Regions from separate parts of the Mus musculus genome. Here region 1 is linked to region 2. A link is a contact called in public Hi-C data. All regions are on one chromosome and are shown on one strand. Each heading gives the region's core, a stretch centred on a gene start, on an enhancer-like site or on the middle of the called end of the contact. The rest is flanking DNA. Distances are from core to core; before and after follow the strand shown. Region 1 has its middle 26 kb from the start of Gm30474. Region 2 has its middle 19 kb from the start of Runx1.

What was found. Hi-C and Micro-C count contacts between places; a contact is called where the count stands out from the background.
Region 1: a Hi-C map of uterus shows a contact between it and region 2, with 2.3 times the contacts expected there. The contact joins two enhancer-like sites. A contact is called at or near these places in 1 of 15 datasets of contacts at CTCF or cohesin (the NIH/3T3 cell line) and 7 of 484 Hi-C or Micro-C datasets (CD8 T cells, adipose-derived mesenchymal stem cells, cortical neurons and 4 more).

The regions. Positions count from the first base shown.
Region 1 is chr16:93,102,545-93,109,522 of GRCm38.p6, reverse strand. No RefSeq gene overlaps it. Among named protein-coding and RNA genes, the nearest start is that of Gm30474, 26 kb to the left of the region's middle. Within about 2 kb of position 2,527, at least 38 of the 459 cell types and tissues checked have an H3K27ac peak or open chromatin away from gene starts, as enhancers often do. A contact at or near this core is called in uterus, where this site is marked.
Region 2 is chr16:92,840,812-92,848,634 of GRCm38.p6, reverse strand. No RefSeq gene overlaps it. Among named protein-coding and RNA genes, the nearest start is that of Runx1, 19 kb to the right of the region's middle. Within about 2 kb of position 2,919, at least 46 of the 459 cell types and tissues checked have an H3K27ac peak or open chromatin away from gene starts, as enhancers often do. A contact at or near this core is called in uterus, where this site is marked.

The DNA of each region.
Region 1 (6,978 bases), core at 1,278-3,777, 260 kb before region 2:
CAGCAGCAGAGCGGTGGCACATACTGCAATCCCAACAGCCTACCCATAGGTAAAGGCTGGGGGCCCAAGAGCTCGAGATCAGCCTTGGGTATATACAGTAAGCCTGAGGTCGGCTTGGGCTACACTAGACACTGCACGAATCTTCTTAAAAATGTTTACATGGAGTAAACTTGCAGGTAGAACTATTGATGTTCCTCACAAGTTTTTCAAACTTTTTGAATAGTTCCCCCCCCCTTTTTTTAAAGATTGACTTTATTTTGATATTTTATAGAATCTGTTCTGGCAAGAGCCTAGTCACTATTTTAATGGTTGAGAGTGACATGTTAAATAATTAAGCCCTATCTCTTTATGTAGCTAAGACCGCAGAATAGCATCTGTGACATCCTAAGGAAAGCACCAAGCATTGTAATGCCTCAGAACTGGAGAAGTTGGGGCTTGGCCACAACCCCAAAAGATCCAATTTCTGCTTTCAAATATCCTCCATCCTACTGAAGGTCCCTGAGATTAGTGAGCGGCACAAGCACCATGAACTTGAGAATCGACTCTCTGAGAACGTAGCATGTTCTGCGGTGCCCTGTGATGTCAGGGATGCCCCCTCGGATGCTTTCACTTCAATTCACCTCCTCGCTTGTCAACAAGAAGGTTGTGGTCACTTCTCAGGTACATCCACCTCGTTTTGTGAGATAGAATCTCACCCTAACTGGTCATCAAACCCCAGGGACCCAACTGTCACCGCCTCCCCAGAGCTGGCATTACAAGCATGCACCACCACACACACCTTTTTAAGCGTGGGTCCTTGAACTTGGGTCCTCACGCTGTCAAGGCGGACACTTGACTTCCTGCACTGTCTCCCAGGCTTGGTGCCAGTCCTCATTGAGGAATAAGCCAGACATCCAGCAGTTGTATTTGATCTAAAGCTACCCCATCTTGTCCCTGTCACCTAGGTGTGCACAACACGAGCTTTCTGTACTCTTTATCCTAGAAGACAGAAGCCATCTCTGCACACCAAGGACCATAAGACAATATGGATTTCATGACTCCCTCAAACGTTCGTTAAGGCTGGCCTGTCAGGGTTGGGAGTACACATATAACTTAATATACATCTTTTTAGGTCCATAACAAAAAGTGTTGTATGCTTGCAACCAGAACAGCGCCATATCCTAATTATTATTTATTATTGTCATCAAAGCCACAGCTACTGGTCTTGATAGTGAGAGCTAACATGAAATAGATATTGACAAACTATTCACCGATTTAATCATCTCTCCAGCCACTTGTGTTTGCAAATGAATCTCCTGTCAACATCAAATCCTCATCAGCATTCCACACTCAGTGTGTGAGGATCATGTAAAATTGATGAGCTCAGATTTCTATTAAATGCACTACCTATTTCTGGGGTTACTTATATGGGCTTTCTGGAAGCTTGGAATCCTGGTGTCTTATAAACAAGACAGGCTCTGGCCTTTTACTTTAAAAGGGTCTTTAGAAAGCTTTTAGGACTATGCTGAGATGGAGTGCTCGTTAGAAAGATTGGAAAGAATGGAAAATTCCATGTGTGTGAGATTCCTGGGTAATATGTACAAATTAAGACTGTAAAGAAATTGATGGGAGCAATGTACATTTAATTTCAATATTTTGTGTGAATGTGTGTGTATGCACCATGTGTGTACATTGTCTGGGGAGACCAGAAGAGGGGGCTCAGCTCCCCTGAAATGAAAACGAAGTTCTAGATGGTGGGTGCTGGGAATTGAACTGGAGTTCTCTGGAAGAACTGCTAATGCTTTAAACCATTGAGTCATGTCTCCAGTCCTTTATATTTACTTTTAATTTATGTGTCTGTGTGTGCTGCATGTGTGTGCAGGTGCCCTTGTGGCCAGAAGAGGGCGTCAGATGCCAGTGGAGTTATGGGCAGTTATAAACCGACCAATGCAAGTATTGGGAGGCGACTCACATCCTTTGAAAGAACAACAGTTGCTCTAAAGCTCCGAGTCATCCCTCCAGTCCTAACAGGACATTGTTACTCATGTATTTATTTGCCTAGAAGTTCTATGTTGGCCTTAACCATAACGGGACCTAACTCTTGGCACCAAACACTATGCGAATGTTGAGGTATTATTTCCAAGCCCTGGGAACAGCTGCTGTTTATTGTGTTACAGTCGCCACCTCCTGAAGAATGTGATTCTGTTTCAAAGATATCCAAGCACTGACCAGGCAGCCTCAACCCAGATGAGCTGTGGCAACCAACGTGGCACGCTGTTATCCTGCTGTTATGAGGTGCACTCCATCAAGTGGTTCCAGATCCTTCTCCCCTGTGCCTGCAAGGGGAGGCTCTGTTGACTTTGGGGGGGCTGTAAATCCGAGTGGCACTTTTATGATTGAGGGGTAGACAGTGGTAGAGGATTTGTGTGACGCTCTATGAAAATTAGCAAATGCTGCAAACTCTGAGTCAGGAAGATTCATGGGAGGCAAGCCTGGGTTGCAAAAGGCATGGAGGCTTCCTGGAATCCGTGAGCTTCTGAGGATTACAAGAACGATCCCGAGGAGCTTGCCAAGGCCGCTCCTGTGGGATTAAGTGCACGGCCAGCTCTCAGACTATTCCTTGTATTGCATGGCTTGGGAATGCAGGGGCAGGGAGACCGCTAAATACCCTTGGCACTTTGAACTCTTTCAGCTTAGCACCCCTTGACATCATCAAAAATTTTTTTCTTTCTGTTTAGGGGAAGAAAGAGAGAGAGAGAGAGAGAGAGAGAGAGAGAGAGAGAGAGAGAGAGAGAGAGAGAGAGAGAGAAAGGAAGGCAGACCTAATTTGAGAAGCCCCATCCTCACCACAACCCTCTTTAGAACAAATGAACATTTTTCTCATGAGAAAGGTGGTTGACCTTCAATGAAGGACCTTTTGCTCCTGAAAAAAATTAGGAAATAATGTAATAGCTTATGTGTAGGTTGAGGCACTGATCTTATCCACACATTTTTTTTTTTACTGTTCTCAAAGGCTAGAGAAAATGGGATATCTGAATTTTTTAAGATTTGAAATATATAATTCGACCTAAAATAATCTCACTTTTAAGGACTTGGTCTGAGGAAATAAATAATTATAACTGACAAGAGTGAAAGTCATTTCAGAACTGCTCATAAGATCAAAAATGGTCTACTTTTATGTCAAAATGTTATAGATGACGTAAACAGTGTCATCTATAATGTGTTTCTAGAAGTACTCTGAGCTAGAGAGCTGGCTCTGTAGCTAAGAGCCCTTGCTGCTCTTACTGAGGACCCAGGTTTGGTTCTCAGCACCTATTTTAGGTGGTGCACAGCCACCTGTAACTCCAGTTCCAGCGATCAAACAGCATCTTCTGGTGTTCCTGAGTACTGCAAACATATGTGTGCACATGGGATTTGTTCACACAGACACGGGTGCACACATGTGCATGCACACGTGTAAATAAAAACAATGGAAATAACCACTTCAAAAATGCATAGCAGGCTAATGCCTTTCTCAGAAGATTTTCCATTATGGCGGAGAACTTGGAGAGATGGACAGACAGACTGATTTCTAGCAGAGGTTGTTCATGGTGCCATAGAGTCATCTCTCAGAGAAGATTTGTTCTGATGATGCTGGCTACAGAGGGAGACCTCAGGTTAGCTTCTCACATGAAGACAGTGCAACTTCCAGAGGCAATGTTCATTCTTCCAAGGGACCCAGCAAGTCTCAAGTTTTGATTCTTGCAAAACTTCCCTAAGAGTGTACAGAACTCCCCCCTTCGGAAATTTATAAAGTCATATCCCTGTGGGGCTGCATCACCTTGGTCAAGGAGGACAAGACACTCTTGCCAGCTCTCCATGAGTGGTGAGTCTGTGGCCACATGAGTGCTCTCAGGCAAGGATTTTCTGAAAGAGCTGTAGGGGCTGCTGTAACAATAATAACACAGAATTCACTGTGTGTGAAGTGTTGGGATGCAGGTGGGGGAAGCTCCAAGAAGGGAGTCAGTGAACCAGTGTGAGTGTGGTCAGGCCAGATCACCCCACCACAAACCTTGTAAGTTTGGAGGAACACACAGGGAATGATGGGACTACCCACAAAGGTAGAGCAACCACCCTGGCCCCCACGGCCTAGGATAGAAATACATGGTTTCGGGAGCCCAAGATGCTATCCATAAATATGTTCCTGCTGAGGGCCATGGCAGGGAGGGAGTCTGTTCTACAACTTTCTCCCAAGCTCTGCTTGTTTTATTGGTCATCTTTGGGCTTCTTTGGCTTATACATACAATATCCCTGCCTCTACCTTAGTCTCCCCATGTGTCTGTCTGTCCCCTTCCTCCTTTTATAAGGACATACATCATTCTCAGTTAAGACAACTGTATAGCAGGGTACCTTATCTAGTTTTATGGATAACATTTTTTCTCAAAAGTTATATATTAAGGTTCTGGGGGTCAGGACTTTAATGAAAGCCCTAGAATGTCCTAGAATGTTCTTTTGGTTATTATAGCAGCGCCTACAGCTCATTCAGAAAATCCTTACCTACGCGCATTCATGTGTCCCCATCTCCTCTCATGGAAAGCTGGTTTCCCAGTGCTGGTTAAGAGTGCCTTTTTCTCCTTGACCAAGGAGATGGAGCCTCAAAGGGACATGACTTTATAGGACTATAATGAGGTACTATAACTCCACCCATGAGGGCAGGGCAGGAAAAGTTCAAGGGTGCACACTGAGATCTGGTTAACCTTCCAGCCTGGGTGGTCTTTTTTCATGCCTGCCTCACCATTACAAGAACCTCCCAAAGGTGGCCCTAGATCTTGCTTCTGAAAAGAGGCACTGGGTAGAGAGCCAGAAATCAACCTACCCTCCATTCTATGGCTCAGAGAAGCCGGGCTACCTCTGTGAACACCAGGGAGGGGCTCAGTCAGGAATAAACAAGATGAACCAAGCTCCCCAACTCACTGGCGGTCAAGAGGCTAAGATGCTATTCTGGGGCCTGTCATTCAGAGGAACCTTCAGGACAGTGCTTGGCAAAGATGCACAGAAGAAAACAATTTAGCAATTAGGATACAAAAATATACACACTCTCAAGACAGCAGGAAAGTTGCCATAAAGATGGGACAATGACATCAATCGATGCCTGGGAATGGGAAGGACCAAAAAAAACCCCAGCCAGACATCAAGCTGGATCAAAAGCTTCATTAACACTGCTCACTGCAGAAAATAGAACGGACACTCACAGGGCTCCCGGGACATAGACATAAAGGACAAAAGGGGGAGAAGATGAGAGACGGAGGAAGGCAAAGGTGGCAGAATCCTCCTGAACTCGGGGATGTTTATGGAGATGGGCAGAGTGATTGGAAAGAACACAGTTGCAGAATGGAGTCTTCATTTGGCAGAAGGTGTCACAGAAAATAAATGCAAGCAAATTTTAAAATTAAGCTTATATATTTAATTTCCCAGGATGTTGTAGTCATAATTTACAAAGATTTCCTTCCACACACAGTATTTTGGGAACTTTCCCATCGTGCCACCTAGGTGAATCAGATTTTTTTAAAAGGGTCTCCTCTGTGCCATCACAATGCTTAACTTGCGGTTATAACCTGTGGCTATTTGGCTATAAAATTTTGCTTTTTCCAAATAATTCCACAGTGAGATTTTCTATATCTAACACATCATATTTGATTTTTCCAGACATTGCAGTGATCGGTCAAAAGATGTAAACCAGTGGTTTCCAGAGTTTACAGTTCTATAGACCAAAGCATAAAATAAAAATAAAAATGTTGCCGGGCGGTGGTAGTGCACACCTTTAATCCCAGCTCTTGGGAGGCAGAGGCAGGCAGATTTCTGAGTTCAAGGCCAGCCTGGTCTACAAAATGAGTTCCAGGACAACCAGGGCTACACAGAGAAACCCTGTCTCGGGAAAAACAAAACAAAAATCAAAACAAAACAAAAATCAAAACAAAACAAAACAAAACAACAACAAAAAATGTTAAGGGCTGGAGTAGCATTGCTCTATTGCTCTTTAATTGTGTTAAGTCCATTTTTAGAAGTGCGAGCAAGCTTGAAGCCTTATCTGTAAAATAGAGAAGGCCATGCTGTAGAGCGATTACCCATTAAAAGGTAAGAAAGAAAAGAATGTGTGGTAGGGTGATCAAGAGTTAAAAGGTGTCACTAAGTAGAGAAGACTGTGCAGCGGAGAGAGCAAGCGTTAGAAAGGATCACCACTCTTTCTGCATGCCATCTTTTGTTTCCAGGGTTCTTCAGGTCAGGGAAGAGTCTAGGCCCTGGGAGGCCTAGCACCATCACTGATGTTCACACCAGCTGACTGCCGTAGCCTGGGAGGAGTCACACCGAGTGAACAGACTGGGAGGAGTCACACCGAGTGAACAGGACAGGGAAGTAGCTGTGCTCCGTTTTAATTGTAACCACTGAGACTGGAATTCAGTGGAAGTGTCATGGGACTTTCCGCTCCTTCAAAAGATAAAGCCCAGGCTCCTGAAGCTCAGGCCATACAGGAGCATCTGTCCCTAGAAATCATTTAGACACATTTATGCTGACTGGCGAAACTTGTCTTCCATATGAAGAACCGGGGCATGGAATACAGCAGGCAAAGACCGGGCTGCTGAGGTGTAGCCTGCGTGCTTTTCGTTTGTTTCTTTCTTTGTTTGTTTGTTTGTTTGTTTGTTTGTTTATCTGTCTATCTATCTATCTATCTCTCTCTCTATCTCTCTATCTATCTATCTATCTATCTATCTATCTATCTATCTATCTATCTAGTTAGTTTTTTTGAGACAGGGTTTCTATGTATAGCCCTGGCTGTCCTGGAACTCACTTTGTAGACCAGGCTGACCTCGAACTCAGAAATCCACCTGCCTCTGCCTCCCGAGTAGGGTCTCAGTAAGTTGCCCAGCCTGGCCTAGAACTTACCTGTAGCTCCGGCAAGCCTTGACCTTGCTATCCTCCTGCGGCAGCTTATGATTATGGATTTGCACAATCAGGCTTGGG
Region 2 (7,823 bases), core at 1,670-4,169:
GAGGTCTTGGGCCTACATAAAGACCTGGAATGTTCTGTAGTAGGAATGAGAGGTACTGAGATGCTTGGGAGAGCAGGAAGTGTGTGGGAGTGAAGCCAAACACTGAAGAAGTGATGAGCAGAAACAAGGGCCATGGAGCCTGCTGCACACTGACCAAGAAGGAATAAGAGCATCTCACTATTAAGAAATGTGTAGCATGCTGGCCAGAAATGATAGTTAATAACGTAGATGAAGCTAAACTCTGAGTAAGGGTCTTCCTCGACGTTCATATACAATATCTGAGAACGTGCTCCCACTTTAGATAAAAATTGAATGAAACTAGCTGAAATGCCTATAAAAACAGAAAGAAAGAAAAAAACTAAGTTCCTTTTAAACAAGTCAGTTTGGCTGTAATGGTGGAAATACATTCCTTAGGAAGACACCAACATCATACCATTCAGTGGATCTCTCTGCCACAGAAGTCAGTGAAATGATCTATTTATCCAGAGTTAAATGTATCATAGGGATTTGTGTAAGACTTGGCTGGATGCCCCTCTCGGCTCATCGGGCTTTTTTCTGGAGGCTGACATAATAGGGTTTTTGAAGGAAGATGAGTGATCACAATTGGCTGTACTCACTCTATCTCAGTCAGTATGATTGGCTGATCTGAAGTTATAGCTGCATACTGCCTCCTCAGACTCTGTGGTGATGTCATCTTATCTCCCTGGGAGGAACTTGGGTCTCTGCCTGTTACTGAATTAATTAGTTCCCCTCTTAGTAAAGTACCAGGTTTCACACCAACTAATTGAAAAGCTAAACGTTCAAAGTCAAGGTCACCATCTTGAAAATTACTCAATCTATCTTTTTGGGTCAAAGCATATTTCTCTCATATTCCTTTATAATTACTACTAATATATATTTAAATCACATTAGCTAGTTTTTAATTATGAAAAACTGATATAGGACATGGATTTTTTTTTCCAGCCATTTGTGTGCTGATTAGCCTTTGCCAACTTGACACAAGCGAAGGCCATCTGGGAAGAGGGAACTTCAGCTGGAAAAAAAATGCCTCCATCAGATTGGCTGGGCTTGTAGGCAAGTTCCTGGACTACTTCCTTGATTATTAAGTGGTGCGGGAAGGCCCATCCCAGGGGACCAATCCCAGAAAGGGTGGTTCCACCCCTGGGCACGTGGTCCTGGATTGTATAAGAAAGTGGGCAGACCAAGCCAATAAGCCCCTTTCCTCCACGGCTTCTGTTTCCGCGGTGCCTGCTTCTAGGTTCCTGCCTTGAATTCCCGGCCTGCTTTGCTTTGATAGTTGACAGTGGTGTAGAAGTCTAAGCCAATTAACCCTTTCCTCCCCAAGCTGCTTTAGGTTAAGGTGTTTCATCCTAGCATCGAGAAAAAACGGATATAGTTTGTCTTTCTAAAGCTGTGCTGGCACCCCAGAAGCAATTTTAAATAGCTTAAGCCCTTATATCACTTTCAACCTTAGTTACTTTTAGAAACTGGACAACTTCCGACTTTATAGGCAAAAGTGGCAACTTAAGAAATGGGAAACCTCATTGGCTAATCAAGGGCCAGAGACGCCCCATGGTACCTCCCGAGAAGACGCTCTTGTTTGTGTCAGACACATCTTAAGGTGACTATTTTTATTCCAATCGCATCCTTACAAGTGTGTGATGTGTGCTCCAGCAGCGTGCAGGGCAAATCAGATTGAGCTCATCAACTCTACTGTCCGAGCTTAAGAGACCACAGGGAGGGACCGCTCAGCCTGGAACCAGGAAACGCGAATTTATCTAGGGTGCTGGGAGACAGTTAAAATTTTCTTAGAACTAAGAAAACAGATGGCCTCAAAGGTCACCCTCCAAAAATGAAATCGTTTATTAATTTATTGATAAAAAGGATTTACTTCACTTGGTTTTTCCATGCTCCCTTACTGCCTGCTCCGTTCCACAAGGTCAAAATGGTGGAAGCACATGCTCACAATTTTGTCGCCTTTTAACAGCAAGCAGTCTGGCTCTAGACCCTTTCTACTCCTTAAGAAGTCTGGAAAATGAAAAGGACTATTTACTCAGTTAACTTAAGCTCTCAGGAAAATAAGCCAGATGAGTGTCGAATGTATCCCTCACCATGCTAGTAGCCTATTTCTACCGTAACAAACCACAGAGAAATCCCTCCATTCTCTTAAACAGTTTCTTGGACATATCCACAAGGTGAAGGTTTTTTTCCTGCCCTGACAGTCAACTTAATTCCCTTAAAGGTGATGAGTGATGGCCAGGGACATTCTGTTTTTCTTTCTTGCACTGAGGTTTTAATTCTGGCCCGTCAACAGGTCCATGTTGGAACCAAAAGGCAAAGGCAAGGACCAGAAGCGAACAACATTATCCTGTGGTTTAGGCTGGATAAACTCACTAAAACAGTGGCCTCCTCGACTGAAGGCTGAACTTGTAAAGCACCGATCTAAGTCCTGTAGCTGTCCAAAAGAGAAAAAGAAAAGAAGAGGGGGAAGAAAGAAACATCAAAAGCAGAGGAGCGAGCGTCTGCTTTCTGTATGTCTCTCCCCAGCAGGGCCACCCTGCATCCCTACCTAATCCCCATTGCTAGTCTCTATGCAATCACGAAACGCTCAGAATAGAAATAGTTTTGTCTGTATGTAGTGGAAAACGCCAGTTTAAACAGGATGTTGGAGATCAGGGCGCCTGACCCAGAACACGGGCCAGGGCAGACATGAAAGCCCGCTTCGTTTCATTCACAAAGGTTTTCTGGGACGAAGTCCCCTCTCAGCCTAAACAGAGTCACGCACAGGCTGGCCCCGCTGCTCCCACGCTGCTTCCAGAAGGCAGGCGAGCTCTTTGAAAGCTCTTCCTAGCTGCAGCTTTGGTGGACTGCAGCCATGAACAGGGCTGGGAGCAATTACCCCTCCCAAGAGCTGGTTCCTCTGTGAAGGACCCTCTCTGCCAGGCAGCTCCTACCCAGAGAGCAAGAGGGAAGCGGCCGGGGCTGTCCCAGGCTGCCTTGTTTTCGCTCCCTTCCCTGGGACAGTTTCAACTGATTTTGATTACCCTGGCGCCAAATAAATGAAAACATTTCATAGATATATAATCATCCATCACTGTGAAGAAAGGGAAAATGTTTCATGTTCAGTGTGTTTATAAATATACTTAATGAAAACAGGATAGCACTGTCTTTTCCACCACCGCGTAGCTGCTGCTGCTGGCCAGATCTGCACCAGATTGCCCTGCGCGGTCATTCCCAGATCCCTAACTAAAGCAGCCATCAGCCATTTTGCTCTGACAACTGAGAGCCCAAGCAAGTCCACGGGAAGGAGCCTCCATCCAAGGCCACCTTCTATACACGGGACAGGGAAGGGATGAACTAGCTGAGTCCAACCTGTCTCCACTGGACTTAAGGACTGTGTGCGCTTGCGCCTGGGACTGGGTGTAAACAAAGGCCTCGGGGAACTTCATGCAGCACATGAGTTCTGGCAATACCAAGAGGAAGGTCCCAAATCCATGCTGTAGGTTTAGAAATGACATTTTTGTACATTCTGCATGTAATGACATTTATGGTGATTTTGAGCTTTGGGGGTGTACACGGGCATGGCATATCTTTTAGAAAAGAAAAGTGGAGCAGGAGAGGGAAGAGGCTGGAGAGATAGCCTAGTGGTTAAGAGCCATTGCTGCTCTTCCAGGGGTCTTAAGTTCATTTCCTGGCACCCACATGGTTGCTCACAACTTCCTATAAGTTCAGCTCCAGGGACCTGACAGGCACTTCTGGCCTCCATGAGCAAGCGCATGTGCGTGTGTGTTGTCTTTTTTCTTAGAGAAAATGAAATCCAAAGCAATTTTTTCCCTGACATCTCTCTTATACCGCAACAACTTTAATTTTGGATCCCACATGTTTGCTGGTATAATAAGTATCCACAGATCTGGTCCGAAGCATTAACTGCTAACCAAGGGCTCCACATGTACAGGCAGACAGTGAGTGCTTTCTCCAACACAAAGTCGTCGTCCGCGTTGAGTCTTTCCCCTGAAGGTCATACAATCTGGATCAGACCCTAGGGTGGGCAAACGGCGCTTTGCAAGTCATTTATGTGAAATGTACCACGATTGCTTTTAATATTGCATTATTTACTGTGTGAATATGCACCTACCCACCTGACACTGTGTGCCTGTGGACAACTTGTGGGGATCCATTCTTTCCTTCTAAAATGTGGGACCCAGAGATCAAAGTCAGATATCTGAGCACGACGGCAGGAACCCTTTCCTGGCTGAACCTTCTCATGAGCAGTCCCATTGTCTTCTGCACCATAGGGAACTCTGGAGTGGCAGGAACGCATTAGCTCAAGGAGTCATAGTGATGCCCTTACTGATGTCTACAGAGGTTATTTCTCATCTCCAGGAGGACATGGAGTAAAAGCAACCACAGAGAGCGAAGGCCACGGGTTAGAGATGTGGTTCAATTAATGGAATGCTTGCTTAGTGTACTGGAAGTCCAGGTTTGATCCCCAGGGCTGCATAAAGCAGGTGTTATACTTCACATCTGCCATCCCAGAAACTCCACTTCTGAGGCAGAGGCAGGAGAATTAGAAGTTCATGGTCACCCTTAGCTATCTAGGAAGTTCAAGGCAAGTTTGGAAGACATGAAACCCCCTCTCAAAAGCAACAACAACAAAAACCCACAAACAACAGAGAACACTCTGTAACATTATGCCATCACACACACACACAAACACACATACACACATCTGAATAAAGAGAACTGGGTTTCTTTTGAAGAGTTGGTCTCACAGGTAGAAACAAATTCAGACATCAGTTTTTGGTATGCAGTCTCCTTGGCTATAGGAACCAGAGCCAAGTATTTCTTCTTCCCGAGGGTGGGAGGGATACCCCCATGTCTAAAATCCATGTTTCCCATCTTCATGAGGACTCCACTCCTATGAACAGCTTTTGCTGAGTCTTGGGCTGTGCCAGACTTACTCGTGGGGAGGTGTAAGAAAACTATAGCTTCGGTGGATTTACACATTCTCGGTAGAGATCATTGGTGTCTGTCCATTTGGGGAAAGTGGGGGCAGACTTCCTGACGCCTAATTAGATGTCACCAGTGAGAGTTCCCATATACACTGAGACTTATAACTTCTGATGCCATCAATGGACAGTGCTCCAGTGGAGTCCCATGATGATGTGAGGAAGGGAGAAACTGACCAAGGACATGAGGACATTAGTTTTATGGTCAAGGAAATATGTCTTAGTCAGTGTTCTATCGCTGAGTTGAGACATCATGACTACAGCAACTCGTATAAAAAGAAAGAATTTAATTGGGGCTGGCTTACAATTTCAGAGCTTCAGTCCATTACCATCATGGTGGGGAGCATGGCGGCATGCAGGCAGGTGCTGGAGCAGAAGCTGAGAGAGCTAGACCCTGATCTGTAGGCAGAGAGAGAGAGAGAGAGAGAGAGAGAGAGAGAGAGAGAGAGAGACACTCTGGAGTCGGCATGGGTTTTTGAACCCTCTAAGCCTGCCCCCAGTGACGCACTTCCTCCAACCAGACCACACCTCCTAATACTTTCAAATATGGCCACTCCCCAGTGAACAAACACTAAAATCTGCAAGGAGATAAGGGATGTTCTCACTCAGACCACCACAAGGTATGGCTAGCAAAAGCCTGAACCAGGTGTTCCTTCTCCCCACACCAGTAATTAGCCTCAGTTAAGAGACTTGAAACTGGGGGCTGGTGAGATGGCTCAGTGGGTAAGAGCACCCGACTGCTCTTCCGAAGGTCCGGAGTTCAAATCCCAGCAACCACATGGTGGCTCACAACCATCCGTAACAAAATCTGACTCCCTCTTCTGGAGTGTCTGAAGACAGCGACAGTGTACCTATATATAATAAATAAATAAAATCTTAAAAAAAGAGAGAGAGAGACTTGAAACTGAGGCTGGAGAGATGGCTCAGCGGTTAAGAGCACGGGCTGCTATGCCACAGGTCCTGAGTTCAATTCCTAGCACCCACATGGTGGCTCACAACCATCTATAAAGCCAGTTTTAAGAGATGCAACACCCTCTTCTGTCCCCCAGGGCAACCAGGCACACGTACAGTACACATTTACTGTAGGCAAAACACTTACGCACACAAAATAATAAACAATTTTTTAAAGAAACTAGGAACAGTGTCAGGCCAACTGTTTTGTTTATTCTACTCATAGCTGATTAATTCTGACCCCACCCTAGTTCTTCACTCTCCCTGCATGCATGATCCTCTGACTGTGACTTTGAGTCACTTCTGACCAAGGGTAGCTTCGACTCCTTCTGTGGTTCTCAACATTCCCCATTCTGTGACCCTTGATACAATTCCTCATGTTGTGGTGACCCACGATTAAAAGATTGTTTCGTTCCTTCTCCATAACTGTACTTTTGCTACTGTTATGAATTCTAATGCAAATGCCTGTTAGGTAGGATATCTGATAGGCAACTCTTAAGTTGAGAACCAACCACTGAGCTTTTTGCTCTGGGCTGGGCTTATAACTGTCTTTAGCTGCAGGAAAGCAGCAGAAATGGTAACCACATCTTACAAGCTTGTTTCAAACCAGAGAACTACACTCATGTCTGCTCGTTCTCTATAACCTGCAAGTGGTCCCACCTGCCCCAACATTCTAAAGAATCGGGGGTCACAGGAAGGAGACTCATGCTGACTGCAGCCTCCTAGACCAACCAATCTCAACATGTGGGAGATCTCAGCCAACATCAGCAGAGCTGGTCACCCAACCTGAGCCTCTTGTTGGGGCCATGCTGGTCCACAGACCTGAGAGGAATGGCCTTCATGCTAAGATCCTTCTTTGGGAGTTTGTGTGATACAGCAGGATTGTGGCAACAGATAACCGATGCCCTACTCTACAAAACATGTGTCACAGTCCTACTGCTAAAGGCACTATATTAATCGCTCACCTCTTTGTAGCCCAAATATTACAAACTGTCAGAGAAGGTAAGTCTAGCTACCAGCCAGAGTTGGACAGCACCAACAGCGTGAGTGGCTAAGAAGTGGCCAGAATTGTCATTGAGAATTAGTTTGCAGTGAGTGATTGGGTCACACCACCTTCCATTGAATAAGATCTAATGTGACCCAAAGGCACCCTCCCTTTCATAAAGACTTAGAGAAGTGCAGGCCCAGACATGGCCAAGCTGCATCATCCCACCACAAGTCCTCTTAAATCTCCAAGGGATCCCAGGGCCGCTTTGTAGTCTAATTGAGCACCTTATAAGTAATATGTGCCATGCAGACAAAAGACAATAAAACTGGGCACTGCCTCCTACGAACTCTCTGAACTTTAAAGAAAATGTTTCTATTCATCTCAAGTAAATGGTCCCAGAGCATGTGAAATTTGAATTCCTGCGGAGGTAAATCCCCTCTTTCCTATCTCAGGCAGTTCTCTGGTTAAGAACTAGAATCAAGAATGAAGGACATGCTGTGGAGTGGCTGAACAGTGCAGTCCATGGATGACTTGGGCCATTTGGAGCCAGCCCGCCTGCGTGGGGAGCCATGGCTCTCCACTTTTCCACATGTGTCTCTGCAAACTATATAGCTCCATGATGCCTTAGTTTTCTCGTCTGCAAAATGGGTCTGTTGGTTAATTTTCTCATTACTCTGCCAATATCCATGGCAGAAACAATTTAGGGAATGATGGCTGTTTTGTCCCACAGTCTCAGAAGGTCCACGATCTTTTGGCCTCATGAGGCAGGGGCTTGTGAGAGGGGCTTGTCCTCCATTCCTGAAGGATAGAGCATGGAGACAGACGAGGGGACTGGGGACCTGTGGTCTACTTTCTCTATGTAGTCCCTGCCTCCA